Regions from separate parts of the Mus musculus genome. Here region 2 is linked to region 1. Evidence: chromatin contacts called from public capture Hi-C data. All regions are on one chromosome and are shown on one strand. The core of a region is the stretch at or near the end of the contact, and the rest is flanking DNA. Distances in the headings are between cores, read along the strand shown. Region 1 has its middle 16 kb from the start of Ndufv3. Region 2 overlaps Notch3 (notch 3).

Evidence for each region. Capture Hi-C pulls out chosen DNA fragments and counts their contacts.
Region 2: a contact with region 1 is called in a capture Hi-C map of embryonic stem cells, with 2.4 times the contacts expected there. The contact joins two enhancer-like sites. A contact is called at or near these places in 1 of 115 datasets of contacts at active chromatin or transcription factors (large pre-B cells) and 1 of 9 other capture datasets (embryonic stem cells).

What each region holds. Positions count from the first base shown.
Region 1 is chr17:31,533,590-31,538,965 of GRCm38.p6, reverse strand. No RefSeq gene overlaps it. Among named protein-coding and RNA genes, the nearest start is that of Ndufv3, 16 kb to the right of the region's middle. Within about 2 kb of position 2,980, at least 123 of the 459 cell types and tissues checked have an H3K27ac peak or open chromatin away from gene starts, as enhancers often do. A contact at or near this core is called in embryonic stem cells, where this site is marked.
Region 2 is chr17:32,128,812-32,134,437 of GRCm38.p6, reverse strand. Notch3 (notch 3) reads left to right here. Exons shown (of 33, transcript NM_008716.3): 30 at 746-1,050; 31 at 2,089-2,236. Gm38585 (a long non-coding RNA gene) reads right to left here. Exons shown (of 2, transcript XR_876750.3): 2 at 2,946-5,626. Among named protein-coding and RNA genes, the nearest start is that of Gm41568, 8.2 kb to the left of the region's middle. Within about 2 kb of position 3,702, at least 2 of the 459 cell types and tissues checked have an H3K27ac peak or open chromatin away from gene starts, as enhancers often do. A contact at or near this core is called in embryonic stem cells, where this site is marked.

The DNA.
Region 1 (5,376 bases), core at 1,731-4,230:
GATCCGCCTGCCTCTGCCTCCCAAGTGCTGGGATTAAAGGTGTAGGCCACCCCACCTGGACTGAACAGAGTTTTTGTATTGTTTTGTTCTTTTTTGTTTGTTTGTTTTTTGTTTTGTTTTGGTTTTTTTTGAGGCAGGGTCTTGCTGTGAAGCCCAGGTTTGCCTGGAACTCAGAACCCTTCCTCCCCAGCCTCCTGAGCCCGGGAGTCAAGGTCTGCATCGCTATGCCTGGCTTGGAAACATTATTGGAAACTGGCACTCCAGAGATCCTCTTTCCAGGGCATCCGTGTCTATGCCCTCTACAAACAAAGAGCAACTGGGAACAACACTCACTTTCTCCTTTGTGTCCCAGAATCAGAGTATTAGGTTGTGCCGGAGGTAGGTATCCTGCGTTCTTGTTTTGAGAATTTTCTTTCTCAATGACAAATCTAAGTTTCATTCCACCAAAGTTGAGCCTTGGGAACCAGTGAGTTTATTAGGCTTATTTAGCATTGATGGGGAGTATGGGTAAAAGTATGGGTGACCTTAAAGTAGCCACACTGGAAGGTCTGTACCCAGCGTGGATGGTAACACTCCCAAGGCTGTGTGGATAGAAACCCTTCCCCTCATTCTTCCAAATCTATGTGCTCTAGCCCCTCCATGAAACCCTGGAGACCACACTCGATCAGGACAGAATCACATACAGCTGGTTGCAGGGAATGGCTGGACACTCAGGTGAGGGTCCCATGACTCTCCCTGCTCCCTCCTCCTATGAGGGAATGTCACCAGTCAACATGCCTAGCTGTGATGATCTTTTGCAAGCAAACACAGCTGAACTCATGAAGGTGGGATCTGTCTGGCTCAGAAGATAATCCTGTGCAACAGAGCTCTCTAGAACAGCAGTCCCTGAAAGGCAAAGCCACTGCTGCCCACTGGACAAAACACCAAGACTGGATATATATATGTATATATATATGTGTGTGTGTGTGTGTGTGTGTATGTAAAATACATATGCACATGCACATACATATACACATACACACATACACACATATGCATATACATGCACATGCACATATGTGTGTGTATGTAAAATACATATGCACATGCACATACATATACACATACACACATACACACATATGCATATACATACACACGCAAATATGTGTGTGTGTGTGTGTATGTGTGTATGTGTGTATGTGTGTGTGTGTGTGTGTGTGTGTGTCCTAGCCACTGCCTTGTCACAAGCTCCCTAGCTTACCTGGCACTCCCTAGAACACACAGCAAGGATATGCATGGCTCAAGCACAATGAAGCCTTTCACCAAGCCACAGTGAATATTTGTGGCCATGTTTTCCTGGCCTTACATACATGTTTAAGAACAACTGTTGTAACTGACTGTGGTATCCCACATGGCCAGTGTTGGGGTGTCATGTGTTCAGGAATGCGTGCTGTAAAGGAGTAGAGATTGAGATAGATGGCCAATCTATGTGTGCCTCGCCCACCTCCCATTGAGTCGGGAAGAGGACACAGGTCACTTGCCTCCGGCCTCGGCAGAGCCCAGACAGCTCATAGACACACACTAGTGTAGATCTGGAATCACCAACACTAGCGTGCTAAGGGGACAATGGTGGAGCTGCAGGAGCTTGTTTACGGCTGTCATATGGGGTCTGCATCATTTTAAGGAGACAGGGACAGATGTGCCCCTACCTCCTGCTCATCCGTGTGGTACCTTTAAGTAAAAAGCAGATGTTAGGGGCTGAACAGTGGTGCCACAGACCTTGAATCCCAAATTCTAGGACGGCCAGGACCACACGGAGAAACTCTGTCTTGAAACAAACAGCAAAGGAGCAGATGTTAGTGATAGTGCTTTATGGCTTTCCAACTCTCAGGGAAAACTTATTTTTTGTTGTTGTTGATAATGATTTATGCTAAAGATAAAGGAGCACTGCAGCCGGGCGTGGTGGCGCACGCCTTTAATCCCAGCACTCAGGAGGCAGAGGCAGGTGGATTTCTGAGTTCGAGGCCAGCCTGGTCTACAGAGTGAGTTCCAGGACAGCCAGGGCTACACAGAGAAACCCTGTCTCAAAAAAAAAAAAAAAAAAAAAAAAAAAAAAAAGAAAAAGAAAAAGCAAAAGAAAAAGAGAAGAAAAGGGAGCACTGCAAGCCCACATTTCTCATTTTATTTTATTATTTTATCATCTTATTTCATTATACTGGATTGCGTGAGGCCATTTTCAAACAACTAAAGAGAACTGTATTGAATGAATCAAGGTGGTCTCAGAAAGACAAAAATCCTATGTTTTCTCTCATTTGTGGATCCTAGATATTGTACAGATTTATAAGAGCATGTATGTACAGATGACATGAAAACTGAATCAAAACATTCTAGGGAACAAAAGAGACTAATGGGAGGGGGAGAAGGGAGGGGAGGGAGAGGGAAGGGGAGGAGAGGAGGGGGAAGGGGCAGGGAAGAAGGGGGAAGGGGAGGAGAAAGGAGGAGGGGATGGAGGAAGAGGAGGAGCAGGGGAGGGGGAGGAGAGGAGGGGAGGGGAGGGGGAAAAGAAGACAGGGGAGGGGGAGAAGAAAGGAGAGGGGAAGGGGGGAAGGGAAGGGGAAGGGAGGGGAAGAGAAGAGAGAGGAGGAGGGAAGGGAAGAGTAGGAGGGGTGAGGGGAAGGGAGAGGAGGGGACAGGAGAGGAGGGAGGAGAACGGGGGATAATAGGCTAGAGGAACATGCTTTTTCCACACAGATTTTCCTCAGCCAGGTCCTTCAACGTTCCACATGCACAGGCTGAATATAAAGAGGACGCACTGAGGCTTTCCTGAGAGCAATGCACTTGCCATTGCTCTTGGACCAGCCAGAGGAGGACTTCTGAGAAGCCGGTGGGGGAGGTGCGGGGCCCAGTCAGGAAATTCACAGAGCCAAGCTGTCCAATGTTCAGAAGACATTGCCAGCACACACAATGGGAGCGATCTTTCTACTCTGACTCTGTCATGTTCCCCTAGGCTGTGTGGGAGCAGCCGCTGGCTGGGAACCTGCCAAGGGAAGGGAGCTCTCTTTGTTAGCCCATATGGGCTGCTGCAACAAAATGCCGTTAGTGGTGGGGCTCATGGAAACACAGACTTATTCCTTGCCATTCTAGAGTTAGGGAGTCCAAGACCAGGGAGCAGGCAGATTTAGTATGGCAAGGGCCATTTTCCTGGTCGTTCTGTAAAGTTAAGACAGGAAGATGATGCAGGCCTGAGTTTGTGGATCACATGACTGACCAAGCACAGAGAAGGTGACTTTTTGTTCACAGTGCCTAACAAGGGGTGAGGGAAGGGAGAAACCTTGACTTTGGACATGGCTGGTAGCTCTGCCTCGTCAAGCCTGAAGGATGTCAAACCTGACTAAAGTCACGAGGCTCTCTGGGATGGGTGTGACCAGAGCATCGGAATGGGTGTGGAAAGATCCTGGTAGACATGGAATGCTCCCACTGGGCATGTGAGTGCTCGCACTGGGCATGTGAGGGTGTTCCTACTGGGTGAATGTGTGCTCACACAGGGCACAGGAGTACTCCCACTGTGTTGAGTACTCCCACTGAGTGTGTGAATGCTCCCACTGGGTGTGTGAGTTCTCCAAACAGGTACATGGGCAGTGCAGCTTATGAAAAAGAGGCTTTGGAGATTAGCTTAGAGGTCAGCTCCTGTCCCTGCTGAGCTCTGAGCGTCAGTCAAGCTCTTGGTTGTTGTCAAGCTGAGGTATCGGATCCAGTAGTTGAGACAGGTGTTTGGTGAAGTACGATGTGGTCCTCTCAGGGAAGGTGGATTTTCCTCCAAATTCATGTCCCAGTGAAGCATAGACCACTCTGGTGTAGCCTCCCCCAACCTGAAGTGGGCTGGTACAAATCTTGTCGCCACTGAGGTGCAGCTTTCTGACTCGGCTGGCTCCTTTTTGAAGTGACAACTGCCCTGCTCTTCTGCTACCTGCCGAGAGGCTGAACCTGTCTTCCTGAGAGATTGCTGAATAAGCAACCAGCCTGGCGACAGAGTGCTGACAGAATGGCTCTGATAGAACCTAGTGGGGAAACCCCCCCTCCATTCCCGATTCGGCGTGCACTCAAAAAAATCACGAAGGACCATCTTGATGTAATTACATGAGGTCGTTTAATTACGGAGCTCCGGACCGACATGCATCCCACACAGGAGATAACGGGTGTCGGCCACGAGGCTCGAAAGCTAGGGGTTTTTATGGGGTAAGGGGCTTAGGGGTATGGAATTCAGCACAGCAACACACTATTGGCTTATTCAAACATCAGCAGAAAAATTACATGTACGTGCAGGGTGTCAGAGTTCTGTGAGTTGTTGATTCAGTTCAGATAGCCCTGTTATGTCTTCACATTCCCCTTTATCTTATGGTCAAGATGTTCCCAGGAATGTTTTAACTATGGGGCATACCCAGGTTTGTTTTTCTTTTTTCTCAGCCCCAGGCAGCCTCTAGGCTCACAAACAACCAGCAATTTCTGAGTACGTTACATGACTTACAGGTCTTGAAATTTTATCTTTCTTTCAGCTCCAGGCACCAAGAGTGGACTGGTTGGGGGGGGGGGTGGGCCTTCCCCCTTATAAGCACAATCTCTAAGTAAACTCGTGGGCCTTCTTGGCCTCGTTCTTTTCTCGCCGTCTAAGTTTCTTTCAGCCCCAGCCTGCCCCCCAGGTGTACCCGGTTCATGTAGGCCGCAGGCCGGCATACAACACTCAGGTAGCCAATGGTGTTTGGAGTCATTTCAAAGTGATCTAGTACTTGATTGAATGGTGCTTGCTAACTGCATCTTCACACAGTGGCAAGGAAGAGAACTCTCTGGGGCTTCCCTTATAGGAATTGTCATGGTCTGAGCCTCCCAAAGGCTCGGCCTTTTGTGCCACCTTCCTCTGGGTTTTGTTGGTGATGTTTATGGTGTTTGTATTTTGTGGTGTGTGTGTGTGTGTGTGTGTGTGTGTGTGTGTGTTATACGTACTTGTTAGTATAGGTATTTACACGTGTGTGTGTAAGCCCAATGATGCTTATTTAATATGTACGCGCATATAATGTATATGTATGTATGTGGATATGCACATGCCATGGCCATGAATTGAAGTAAGAGGGTAACATGTGCGAATCAGTTCTATCCTATGTGGTGGGCCCTGGGGCTTGAATTCAAGTAATCAGGCTTAGCCGCAAGTGCCTCTCTGTTCACTGGGGCTCTCCCATGTCAGCATGAGCATGAGGTTGGAGAGACCATGGCCTGGACTGGCTTTCAAGATGGTGGTTGAACTATGGCTGTCTTGGGCTTCAACTTCACCACCCACTTCTTGAGCATGGCAGTATCCTGATCATTGCTGGTGCCGGCTTCATCCTTCTTCCATATCCCATT
Region 2 (5,626 bases), core at 2,453-4,952, 590 kb before region 1:
CTCTTCTTCCTCTTCCTCTTCCTCCTCCTCTTTCTTGTTATACTTTTATATAAGATTTCACTATATAGCTCTGGCTATCCTGGAACTCATAATGTAGATCAAGTTGTTGTGAAGTCACAGAGATCCTCCTGCCTCTGTCCCCCAAGTGCTGGAATTAAATGTGTATGCCATCATATCCAGCTGGGATTTATTTAAAAATCACACTTATTTGTGTGTATTCGTGTACTCGGAAGTCAGAGGACACCTTACTGGAGTTGATTATCTCCTATCTCGGTCCAAGAGATCTCATTCACGCTGTCCAGTTTCTCTGTAGCTTCTCTATCCATCAAGCTCCTGGATGTTCAATCCCTCCTTACCCCTCTAGCCCCCTTAGCTTCAGCCATACAGCTTGTCAGGAGAGTCTCGGATTAGTTCTGACAGGGTGAACTAGAACCACGTACTTATTCCTGGGCCAATGAATGTGGCTAGGGCCTATAATATGCAGATAAGCCAGTCCCCATCTGGTCTAAGTAGGGCTTGCTATTAGGGAATTCGTGAGGAGAACTAGGGAAAAGGTGGTTCCCTTCCCCTTTATTCCAAGTGCTCGGCTTCCTGGAATCGCTTTTGCGGTCCATCATGTAATCTTCGTGGGGTGGCTTTGCAGTTGGGAGAATTTACCTCTGTCTGTGGCGCTGTGTGTCACAGTGCCCCTGACATTTGCCCCAGGAAGACCCCTATGCCTGTGACACACTACTGGTTCCTGCAGATGGCTTCACCCCACTTATGCTGGCCTCCTTCTGTGGGGGAGCCCTGGAGCCGATGCCAGCTGAGGAGGATGAGGCGGATGACACATCAGCCAGCATTATCTCAGATCTGATCTGTCAAGGGGCCCAGCTCGGGGCACGGACTGACCGCACTGGCGAGACCGCCCTGCATTTGGCTGCCCGCTATGCTAGAGCGGATGCAGCCAAGCGTCTCCTGGATGCTGGGGCGGACACCAACGCCCAGGATCATTCGGGCCGCACCCCCCTGCACACCGCAGTGACAGCTGATGCCCAGGGTGTCTTCCAGGTGAGACAGGCCTGTCTCTTCAGACTGCAGAGCTGCTGGGAGGGGATCAGACACACCTAGATTGGAGCCCCGGTCTGTCTTGCAAGGCTTTTGTCATTTGGAAATAGGAATAGGTAGTATCTCACCTAGATTTCCCGCCGGCCCCCCCCCCCCCCCCCCAGGACAGGGTTTCTGTATAGTCCTGGCTGTGCTAGAACTCACTCCAATAAACCAGGCTGGCCTCGAACTCAGAAAGATCCACTTGCCTCTGCCTCTGGAGTGCTAGGATTAAAGGCATGCACCACTAACACTGGATAGAATTTTTTTCTTTTTTAATTTTATTAATATATGTAAGTACACTGTAGCTGTCTTCAGACACTCCAGAAGAGGGAGTCAGAACTTGTTGCAGATGGTTGTAAGCCACCATGTGGTTGCTGGGATTTGAACTCTGGACCTTCGGAAGAGCAGTCGGGTGCTCTTACCCACTGAGCCATCTCACCAGCCCTGGATAGAATTTTTTAAAAAGTATCATTAAAATTACATTTATTTGGTGTGTGTGTGTATGTTATGCTGATTGGTTTGTGTTTGTTTGTGTGGCATATGTGTACCTGGGTATGTACATTGCCCAGCTTGCTGAAGCTAGAGGAGGCTGTTGATTGTTCTGCTCTATCGTGCTCCACCCAATCTTTTGAGACAGAGCCCATCAGCGAGCCTGGAGTTGAGCTGGTGTCCAGAAAGCTCTCTTGATCCTCTTGTCTTCTTCCCCACAGCCCTGGGGCACACATGACCAAGACTGGCTTTTTAGGTGGACTTTGGGCTCTGACGTCAGGTGCTTGTCCCCTGAGCCATCTCCCTGTCCTTCCATATCATACTGTTACTTAAATCCATTTTGAATGAGCATATTTTTTGATTTATAATGTGCTTAGCAGGAATAGCACCTCATTTTAAGTCAGGAGATATCTGTAGCTCCTGGGTTCCAAAGCTGTGGCATTTGGGGTTCAGGGTGTGGTATACTCCTCCCTTGGCATAATGTCCTGCCATGGCTTTTGTCGTCGTTAGATTCTCATCAGGAACCGCTCCACTGACCTGGATGCCCGAATGGCAGATGGCTCTACTGCACTGATCCTGGCAGCCCGCCTGGCAGTGGAGGGCATGGTGGAAGAGCTCATCGCCAGCCATGCCGATGTCAATGCAGTGGATGAGCTTGGTAAGTGCTGCGGAGGGGATGGGGAGGGGCTGTGGTGCCACTGCCCTCTTAATGTGAAGTCACACCTACGTTGACAGCAAGGTGTGCACGCCAGGGCTCCCAAACGGATGGAACAGGACCCACAGAGTGTTCTGGTTCAGAAAAGATGTAGACTCCCTTCTCCTCCCCTCCCTTCCCTTTTTCTTCCACTCCCTTCCTTTCCCCTCCCCCATCTCCTAGACCCCATCCCCCACTTTCACATTATGATACTCCTCTTCCTCCCCTTCCTCCCGGGCTTCCTTCTAGAGTCCAAATCGTTGATCAAACCCAAAGTGCTTGTCTTTGAGTCTGACTTATTTCACTTACTGTGATGATCTCCAGTTCTATTCATTTCTTGAAGATTGTTTAATTTGGCTCCCCCGACTTTTGAGACAGGGTCTCATGCAAGCTAGGCTCGCCTCCAACTTACTGTGTAGTCAACGACCTTGAAATCTGGACCCTCCTGCCTCTGTTTCCCAAGTTAGGCATTCGTCATCACATCCAGCCCAATTTCTTTCTTTGTTTTGGTTGAGTAGCATTCTGTTGTATGCAGTGTGGGTGGGCACCTAGGCTGAGCAACTCCATTGTATGCAGTGTGGGTGGGCACTTAGGCTGACTCCATAGTGTACCGGCTTCGAATAGCAATGTGGATGCCACAGTTCGCATGGGCATGCAGACATCTCTTATTGTATGCTGACTCAGCCCTCAAGTATAGACCCAGGGGCACAGGAGTGCCATACCTGAACCTAGGGTAGTTCTTTTTTTTTTTTTTTAAGAATTATTTATTTATTATATGCAAGTACACTGTAGCTGTCTTCACACACTCTAGAAGAGCGCGTCAGATCTCATTACGGATGGTTGTGAGCCATCATGTGGTTGCTAGGATTTGAACTCAGGACCTTTGGAAGAGCAGTTACTGCTCTTAACCACTGAGCCATCTCTCCAGCCCCCTAGGGTAGTTCTACATTTAGTTTTTTGAGGACCCTCCATAGCATTCTCTATACTTACTACTTAGCATACTTAGTTACTTTATCATTAATAGGGCATGAAGATCCCTTTCTCTAGTGTTTGTATTCTTTCTTTCTTTTTCCCTTTTTTGGCTGTTTTCATGATTGAAGCCATTCTGGTAGCATCTAAGTACAGTTTTTGTCTGTTTTTATTTTTTTGTTTTGTTTTGTTTTCAGACAGGGTTACTCTGTGTAGCCCTGGCTGGCCATGGAACTCACACTGTAGACCAGGCTGGCCTTGAACTCAGAAATCTGCCTGCCTCTGCCTCCTGAGTGCTGGGATCAAAGGCCGGGATCACCACCACGCCCGGCTGAGACCCTCTTTTTCTGCCAGGCACAGAAAGGCCACCTTTTGCCTTCCTGCCCAGCTATAGGCTATTCAGCTCTTTATTTAACCAATCAGGAGACGATGGAGAACATTGTTTTACAAAATACCAAGTTAGACCAAAGTCTGGACTGTAACCAGATCTCTGGGAACAGAAATCAGCATCTGAATACACAGTGCACAAAACCACCCCCCAACGGGACTTCATCGCCAACTGGGGGTAAACGCTCATGCTTTGCCCACACTGACCAAGCACACGAGCTTGCTTCTTAGTGTGCTGTCTAGATGCTTTGTTAAGGAAACGGACTCTCCTGCTACCTGCTAGACAGTGGGATAAACTTGCATGTGGTGATCTGTGGGGGCAGCTGCCTGGTAGTGGCCTGCTTGGCTTGGGTATGTCATGAGCAAGGGTCACAGCAAGGGTTCTTGTATTCACAGGCCGCACAGCTGTAGACACTCTAAGACACTTACACACATTTGTTTGACGTACCCTTGGTTCTCAACTTCATCAGCATTGACATCTATGGTTGGGTAATTCTTGGTCTGCGTGTTGGATGAAGGTCTGGGCTGTGCACTCCGGCCTGTGGGGCAGCATCCCACCAGGAGCATCCCATCTCTACAATGTTACTGAGTATAGTGGGCTTCTTCCCTGGGTGGGCCTTTGTTTCAACAACAAAAGGATTTAGAAATGGTCTCAGAAGGAAGCTCAAACACAGTTAGACTAGAGTTTGATAGCAAAGCAACAGATCAAGCAAGCTGTCAGTCTCTCTGGAATAGAGAGATGGAGAAGATGCATTCATGTCTTTTGAGCTGTGGCTGGAAAGCCGCAGCCTGGTGGGAGCTGGGGGAGAGGTGAGCTTCCGAGGACAAGTGCGAGCTCATGTCCTGGCTTTAGCCAGGATCTGAAAGAAAAGGAATTGAGAAGAAAGAAAAGGGGTGCGGTGGCCAATGCATTTGCTATGCCAGGGCGAAGACCTGAGTTTGGATCTTCAGAAACCTATGTAAATGCTAAGTGGGTGTGATGGCCACCTGTAATTCCAGACACACACACACACACACACACACACACACACACATACCCCATGTATACACAGAAAAAGAAAAAAATATTCAGAAAAGCTGGCAGGGTGCATAATGGTGGCTCCAATGTGCTGCCTGCCTGATGGATGTCCTGCAAGTAGCTGCTTTGAGGGAGAGGCTCCTAGGAAGGGAAAATACAATATGTCATTAAGGGGATAATTAGTCCTTCCCTGTCAATAGCATGTCTTTAGGTGACTCAGAGTTTTTGGCGGGACAAAGGCAGACTCTTGGACAGATAATTGACAGACTCTATTGGGATACCTTTAAAAATAGTCTATTTATGTTTACTTTATGTGTAGGGTGTTTCGCCTGCATGTATGTCTGTGCACCCCGTGCATGCAGTGCCCACACAGGCCAGAAGAGGAGAGGGCATCAGATCCTCTGGAACTGGAGTTACAGACCGTTGTGAACTGTTATGTGGGTGCTGGGAACTGAACCTGGGTCTTCTAGAAGATCAGCCAGTACTCTTAACCACTGAACCATCTCCCAGCTCCCCGAATTAACTCTTAAAAGGAGACAGTCATAAGTAGCATGTTGGGTTCCACCAAGGATTGGAACTAGAACTCAGATTCTATTTAAGAAGCAGCTTTGCATTAAGTGGGCCTCAACAAACTCAGACACTCCCAGCTTTTTATGGCAAGTTGATGTCTCTCCTAAGTAGTCTTAGTCCTGTAAGACTACTGTAACAGGCAAATGACCTGGGGGTGGGGGTGGGGGGAGGGCAGTCATTCATGGTTGATATTAGCTAACTTTTAAAAGGCAACAATAGAGGGGCCAAAGGTAGAGAGAAAAAGACTTGATTGTGGATGCCAAAATGCCTACAGGGGAAGATGGGATGTGCCTCTTATAAGGGAGGACTCCTGTAGTCCACAAGGAAAGCTGGGAAGTGTAGTCCTTCAGCAGGAAACTCGGTCCCAATTCTGAGAGGATATTAAAAAGACGCAGGGCAGGATGTCATAG